Linked DNA regions of Mus musculus: region 1 is linked to region 2. The links are chromatin contacts, called in public HiChIP or PLAC-seq maps. All regions are on one chromosome and are shown on one strand. The core of a region is the stretch at or near the end of the contact, and the rest is flanking DNA. Distances in the headings are between cores, read along the strand shown. Region 1 overlaps 9130019P16Rik (RIKEN cDNA 9130019P16 gene). Region 2 holds the start of Cpvl (carboxypeptidase, vitellogenic-like).

Evidence for each region. HiChIP or PLAC-seq counts read pairs in DNA pulled down with a chosen protein or histone mark.
Region 1: a contact with region 2 is called in a FOXA1 HiChIP or PLAC-seq map of pancreatic cancer cells. The contact joins the enhancer-like site here to the promoter of Cpvl in region 2. A contact is called at or near these places in 1 of 39 promoter capture datasets (cranial neural crest), 18 of 484 Hi-C or Micro-C datasets (the AML12 cell line, the HL-1 cell line, the N1E-115 cell line and 11 more), 1 of 115 datasets of contacts at active chromatin or transcription factors (pancreatic cancer cells) and 1 of 9 other capture datasets (embryonic stem cells).

Annotation. Positions count from the first base shown.
Region 1 is chr6:54,366,747-54,370,075 of GRCm38.p6, reverse strand. The region is part of intron 3 of 9130019P16Rik (RIKEN cDNA 9130019P16 gene); the gene reads left to right. Among named protein-coding and RNA genes, the nearest start is that of Prr15, 42 kb to the right of the region's middle. Within about 2 kb of position 1,790, at least 14 of the 459 cell types and tissues checked have an H3K27ac peak or open chromatin away from gene starts, as enhancers often do. A contact at or near this core is called in the HL-1 cell line, the N1E-115 cell line and pancreatic cancer cells, where this site is marked.
Region 2 is chr6:53,977,302-53,980,486 of GRCm38.p6, reverse strand. It overlaps Cpvl (carboxypeptidase, vitellogenic-like), which reads left to right and starts at 1,814. Exons shown (of 13, transcript NM_001289713.1): 1 at 1,814-1,852. It overlaps 4921529L05Rik (RIKEN cDNA 4921529L05 gene), which reads right to left and starts at 1,796. Exons shown (of 4, transcript NR_110484.2): 1 at 1,692-1,796.

The sequences.
Region 1 (3,329 bases), core at 541-3,040, 390 kb before region 2:
AGCTGCTGCAATTTCATGGTCCAGGGCGAGTGAGCGCCAGCCTTGGAACACCTGGGCTTCTCGGGTCTCACTCAGCTGTTTCTGTCCATCTTCCTTCTCAGCAGTGTCTTTACTTCTTTTTCTTCCCCACCCACTCTCTTCTCCCTGCCTCTGCTGCTTTTCCCTTCTGTTCTTCCTCCACTGCCTCACCTCACTCTGTCATCCATCCTCTCTCTCTCTCTCTCTCTCTCTCTCTCTCTCTCTCTAGATTCCCTTTTCTTTTGTTCTCTCTTTCCGTGCCCTCATTTGGAGTCTCACTAGAGTTACTTGGCAGCTTCCCAGTCATTGTTGACCCACAGACCCAGGGGCCCAAAAGACAACTACATTTTTGATCTTTTGTCTCTGTCTATGTGTCTCTCTGTCTCTCTCGGTGTCTCTGTCTCTCTCGGTGTGTCTTTGTCTCTCTCTGTCTCTCTGTCTCTCTGTGTGTGTGTCTGTTTCTCCCTCTCTCATACCCTAAAAACTTCAGCAGAAGAAGGGTGGCATTATGTGTCCAGCAGTTAACCAAGACTCATTTCCTCAGGAGTCCAGGGAAAGGAACGCAGCTAGTAATCTCTGTTTTCAATATTGTAGAGCAAGGTGACCGTCCTCTTCATTCAAGTAAGGAGTTCCCAACAACTTGAACCCCACCAAATCCACCTATACAAACCATTTCCCATGGCCAGTGGTGACTTTAAGTGGAGTGAAGATGTAGGCCTTGTCCTCCATGCCAGTCTAACAAAGGCCCAACCTAGCAAATGCCTCTCACTGCACAATGGGAGAGCAGATGTTTGTAATACGGGCTGGGGTCCTGGCAGGGCTGCTGGGCTGCAGGATGAAAGAGCCATTTCTGCTGCTGCTCCTTCTTCCAGGACAAGGCAGATGTCCTCACCTCAGGGGCCTAGAAGACTTTTGCACTCAGTCACAAAATGCAGGTCCCCAGGACGCCCGATGGTGACTAGAGGATTTTAGTAAGCATTCGTCACTGCTTGCCACACCCAGGCCAGCCTCGGCCCACCGGGTTGGTATTTGCTCCAGAGGCCACAAGACTGTATGAAGGGCCAGTTTTGCTGTCGTGGGTTTATGTGAGGCAGATCTGCTGTTTCAGTTTGACGAATTTCAATGACACATCATCAGAAGCAGTGAATGTTGTTTTGACTAGTCGTTTCATGGTGAACAGTGACATTTGGTTGAATTTATTCATCTCAGAATGCACTGGCTCTTCTTGCAGGTGAATATTTCTTTCACCATTGATGAAAAAACAAAGCTGAAAATGGTTCTTGGGCTCAGAAATATCAACACAGTCCCCTCTTGTAAAAACAAAGATGTGGAGGGGTACTGTCCTTGTTATGTATTAGACTGGAGATTATAGATTCAGTTTATGGGAACAGGGAGCCGGCTATCTATTAAAATGTGTCCAAATGTAAAAATGTGAAGTAATCGTCTATTGTTCTGGATACTCTGGTATTTACTCAAATCTTTGAGAGTAGCTGTTATTCGTGCAGAATTCTAACTTCCTAATCAGATAAGCTGCCGCTGTCCTTGGCTCCCATAATGTGTGCTGTGCAAGGAGTCTATCTTTGCAGCCAGATGATCTAAGTTCTCAGTTGTAACTCATCCTTCAGCTCCCACTCTGAGAGATTTATACACGTGCTGATTAAATAATACAATACTACAATGAGAAAGCGCCTCACAGGGCACAGTACCTGCTCTGGGAGAACTAGCGTCTGGCCCCGTGCTGAGGTGGTCTTACTCCAGCTTGCCACTAGGTGGTGTGTGTTCAGTAAGTTCATCATCCACTAAACTTCCAGGCATCAGCAATTTACTTTATCTCACCGCTCTCCCAAGTGTGCTGCACTAACTGCCTTCTGTTGAGTGTTCCTGGTAGTAAGTTAAGCCCAGGATTTTGAGATAAGTGATGGAGATTCCCATTGCTCTACTGACACAGCATACATTCTATCCAGACCTGCACAACGAGGAATACAGAAAGAAAGAGCAGTAATGAGGAAGGAGACAGGGAGGGAGGGAGGGAGGGAGGGAGCCTATGTAGGCTGAAGACCTGTGAGATCCAGGACAAAGCGCATGCCCAGTAACTGTTTTCCCCATCTAAGATACCCTCACTTCCCCTGCATTGCAGAGCTCAGCTAAGTGAGTGGCTGCTCCTGGGACACTGACAGGTCTGTTGAGCAGGTCAGGGTATTCTGCTGTGCGGATTTTCACTCTAATCATTCAGAGTGAGAAACCACTCATGAAACATGGGAACTCTCTCCCTCTCGCTCTCCCTCCCTCCCTATGGCCCTGTCTCCCTTCTGCTCTCCTTCTCTCTACCACCACCACCATCATCATCACCACTGGTGGTGTTGGTAGTGTGTGTGTGTGTGTGTGTGTGTGTGTGTGTACATGTCACAAAACTGAATTAGAGGTTACAGGACAACTATGTGGAGTCGCTTCTCTTCCACTATCCCATGAGTTCTGAGGCTGGTTTATAAAGGAAACCTCTCACCCACAGAGATCTCCCCCACTCCCAGATTGTAGAAAATTATAAAGCTTGAAGTAATTCAAGACAGGGCTATGTCTGGAAGGATGCAAACCAGAATTGTAGTTTCCTGTTGGGAGGTGAAAGGAGGGGAGCACCCTGTATTGGACAAGCTCCCCCAAATACCCATGAAGCTGCTTCTCAAAACTATGGAGGGAAGAAAAGATGAGCTGGGATATGCTTCGGGGCCTCTGCATCCTGCATCCCATCCACTCTATGATCCACATTGAGGTCCACAGGGAAGAAAGGTGGTTCCCATTTAAGCCATGCACACTCCTGCCTTTTCTATCCACAGAGTTCTTTCCCTAGGGTTGGGGCTGGGAAAGAGAAACATGGGGGAGGGGAGTTAGCATCTATGGCATGGGAAACAGAAGACAAAGGTGGAAGCAGAGCAGGGTTTCTACAAGCTTGCCACATGGAAAACGGCCTTAACTCAGCTCAGAAAAGGAAGCAGGAGTCTGCTGGGGGCTGGAGGCCATGTCCTGGGCCAGTGTGTGAACAGTCAGAGTGCCTCTCTGCTTCATCTAAGCATGGCCGGTGTCACTGCAGCACATGCTCATCTGTCACCAGACTGCAGAATGTCAACAGCAAATTTAATGTTTCTTATGGCACTGGAGTGCAGCAGTGTGTCTTGGTAGCCTTGGGGACATAGCAAATCTCTCCAAATCTCGGGTCTCCCATCTGTTAGGTGGGGCCCAGTTACGAACGTGGCTCAGAAAGTATGAGTAAGATAACATAAAAGGGTCTAGTCCAGTGCCTGGCACAGACATGTAGC
Region 2 (3,185 bases), core at 565-3,064:
ATGGTAGCAACGTTTATCACGTGAAACAGCATTCCTTTTGCTAGTGTAGTCCTATTGTACAATGGAGAACTGAGGAGGAAAGAGGAGACAGAACAAAGCCTGAATGGCATGTGTGTGCCTCTGGTGTGTATGTGCATGTGTGTATATGTGTTTTGTACCTCTAACTTGCTAGTAAGCACTTCCAAGTAGCCTCTTTGGGTTTCTTTTCTTGAGGCTTCTGGGCTGAGCATAACACTCTTGCTCCAATGTACAGAGAACAGCTGAGCCCACGTTCCTCTCCTGTCTCTTCTGCTGGCCACTTTGATGGGGATTGGACAGGGAGATGATTGTGAGCAGTGTCTAGCACACTTTCTAGATAAAGAGGCAGAGAACTCTATAGCAATGGGCTCTGGGGGAGAGAGACCTGGTTTGTGACATTGCCAATATCTATGGTACAGTACTGCTGACATAGCTGATGTCAAGCTCCCCAGAGCTATGGATCACACTTGGCAAATAATGCTCCGAAGGAAGCCCTCATACAGGCTGCCAACTGTTAAGTCTTGTCAAATCCTGGGGCAAATGGCTGAGGTGTCTAGTTACCATGTCAAACTGGACCTGGCCGTCAGGTTCTCTCAGCATTCCTCAGTCCCTGTTTCTTAGGAGGAATGGCTAGCCTAACCCATCTCCTACCCTAAGCCTCCAGTCCAGGGGCTTCCTTCCTCCAGCTGCCAATCATTTTGATTACCTGGTCCCCCCATTTGTTCTTTACTCTCATGGGTCTCCTGGCTGCTGCCCCTGGGTTCCCTTCTCCCTCTCCCTTCCCCTCCTCTTCTCCTTACGTGGCCCAGCTTAGTCTGGTCATGTCCACCCTAGACTCTCCCAGATGTCCCTGCCTCTGGCTATATGCTCCCTTTTATCTACAATAGATTTTCTCCTTCAGCATACCTGGGGCCAGTCATTTTATTTCTTTTTTTCATTTACCCACCAGACACAGTGGGTAAAAGTGTAGCATAACTCTAAACAGAAGTTAGCACTAAAATAACCAGGCACTGATAAGTTTGGGGGTTGTATTTTAAACTCGTTTTAAAATATAACTCATCCCATGGTAAGTTCTTGCATTTGGGTTTTTAAAAATAGTATCTGTGTTAAAGAACTGTCTTCCAGGGTTCCCACAGATGTAACTAGCAACTGTGTGTCACACTGAGTGAGACACAGAGAAGCCGCTATCTAACCAAGGTCCACTGATGTATTCTGGTGGCAAATCTTCCCCAGAAAGACCAACCTCTCCAGATTCTATCTCTCTCTGTCTGTGTATTGTTCAACAATAGATCACTGAGACAGGCTAGTCCATTGAGACCAGAGTCAGAATATCTGAAGGATATCTGAATGACTGGAGCAGTGGGAATCAGATGAGAACAGGAACCATAAATATATCCCGGCTTCGAGTCTCGGCCCCACTATTCAATGATGGAGTCCTCCTGATCAAGTTGGTTCAGTCGTGTTTTTGTTTGTTTGTTTGCTTTGTTTTTAACACTCTCAGACATCTAAATTAGATCATATGAACACTTAATGTCTTCTGTAGTTCTACCTTGGCTCCTTCTCATTTATATCCATCAATGGCACACACGTTTGCTTAGTAATGCTTACATGTGTATTTGTCATAGATGCTAAGCAGAACCAGATACAAATACTATAAGGATAACTGGACTCACCATCCTCACTTTTATCCCAAGCCTTCTAAGTTACCAAGGAAAACCCCACGTTGAGCCTCTGAAGTTCTGTGGCTGTAGGTCGGGATACATCCCAATAGAATTTTCGAGAAAAAAGAACAAACAGAACCTTATTCCTAGGAAACGCCAGAGGTCATAACCAGGTAGCTATGAGGAATAAGGAACAAGCCCCCTGCTTTTTGTTGTGGCTATCAGTTGCTTTGTTTTGTTTGAAGGAAAATCAAAATATCAGAAAAACTACTCTTTTGTATTTACAAGATTAATTGTTGTTGGAAACTTAGAATTTTATATGAAGTATAAAGCAAGGAGGAAATAACTATATCCGCTCCAGGGGTTTACTCTTGTTTACCCAAAGCTTTGTCATCTTTTCCACGTGCTTCCCTCAATCACTTTATTGAGTGGTAACTTATTAATCTGGCGTGCTGCTGCAGATGGGGTGTGTTGTGTTCTTATCCTAAAGGCCATGGAGTTGAAGAGCTTGGTTTAACATAATGTATGACACATGGGCTCCAATGGTAACTTAGTGGTGGTTTATTTAGTGGTGGTCGTTATCTGACACATACTGGTGAACAGCCTTGATGATTTACTACTTTGGCTGGAGCACAGCTCATGTTTGTGTTCCTGAACACCAAGAGGACTCTCTTCCTCAAACCTGTTGTTATGATGGTTTAGACTGGAGCTTTCTATGTGCCCTTCGTATTCATTCAAGTAGGAATGTGTGGTCAGTAGACATTTTTTTCCTTTGCTTCTCTCTCTCTCTCTCTCCCCCTCTTCTTACATCTGTGAGTCACAACTTCTCTGTAGTATAGGTTTATTCATTCAGAGAGAACTCAATGTTTAATAGATGAGAGATTTAGTCCAATTTCGGATCAGCAAAAGCAACACAGGTCTCTTTTTCCTTTTTCTTTTTTTTTAAGTCACACTCCTCCATTCATGCTAATGGCTTTCATTCCCCTTAGGAGAGATGACAGCTGAGCAGTTGTGGAATTCTGTTAAATGAGAACTGTGAAATGAAGTATACTGTTGCCTTAATTCATTGACGTGGAGCACCGTGACTTTAGTAGTTACTTGATTAAATGTTAATGAACTCTGCTAAATTGACCTAATTCTTACTTTTGTGTACTAAATTTATGTCAATTAAAGCAAGCTTGCTTCCACCATTTTTTTTAAAAACATTGTTGAGTGAAGCTCTGCTCTCTGAGGCAGTGTTGTGACTATAGTGGTTGCTTAAATATTAATGGTGCCATTAAGGGGGCTGGAGGTTTGCTGCTGGAAGACAGGGAAACTAGACAGCAGGGTGGTTTCTTGTGTCTACTCAGGGGACCCTCTTCCTGGAAGAGTATTTTCTATTATTATTTTTTTAACACTATGCTTTTTTTATTTTCTGAATCAGTAGAATTGTTGATTTCAGCCATTCTTTGAAGATAGCTATGCTATTAAAGCCTTGGTGTAACAAATTCACATAATTAAAAACAA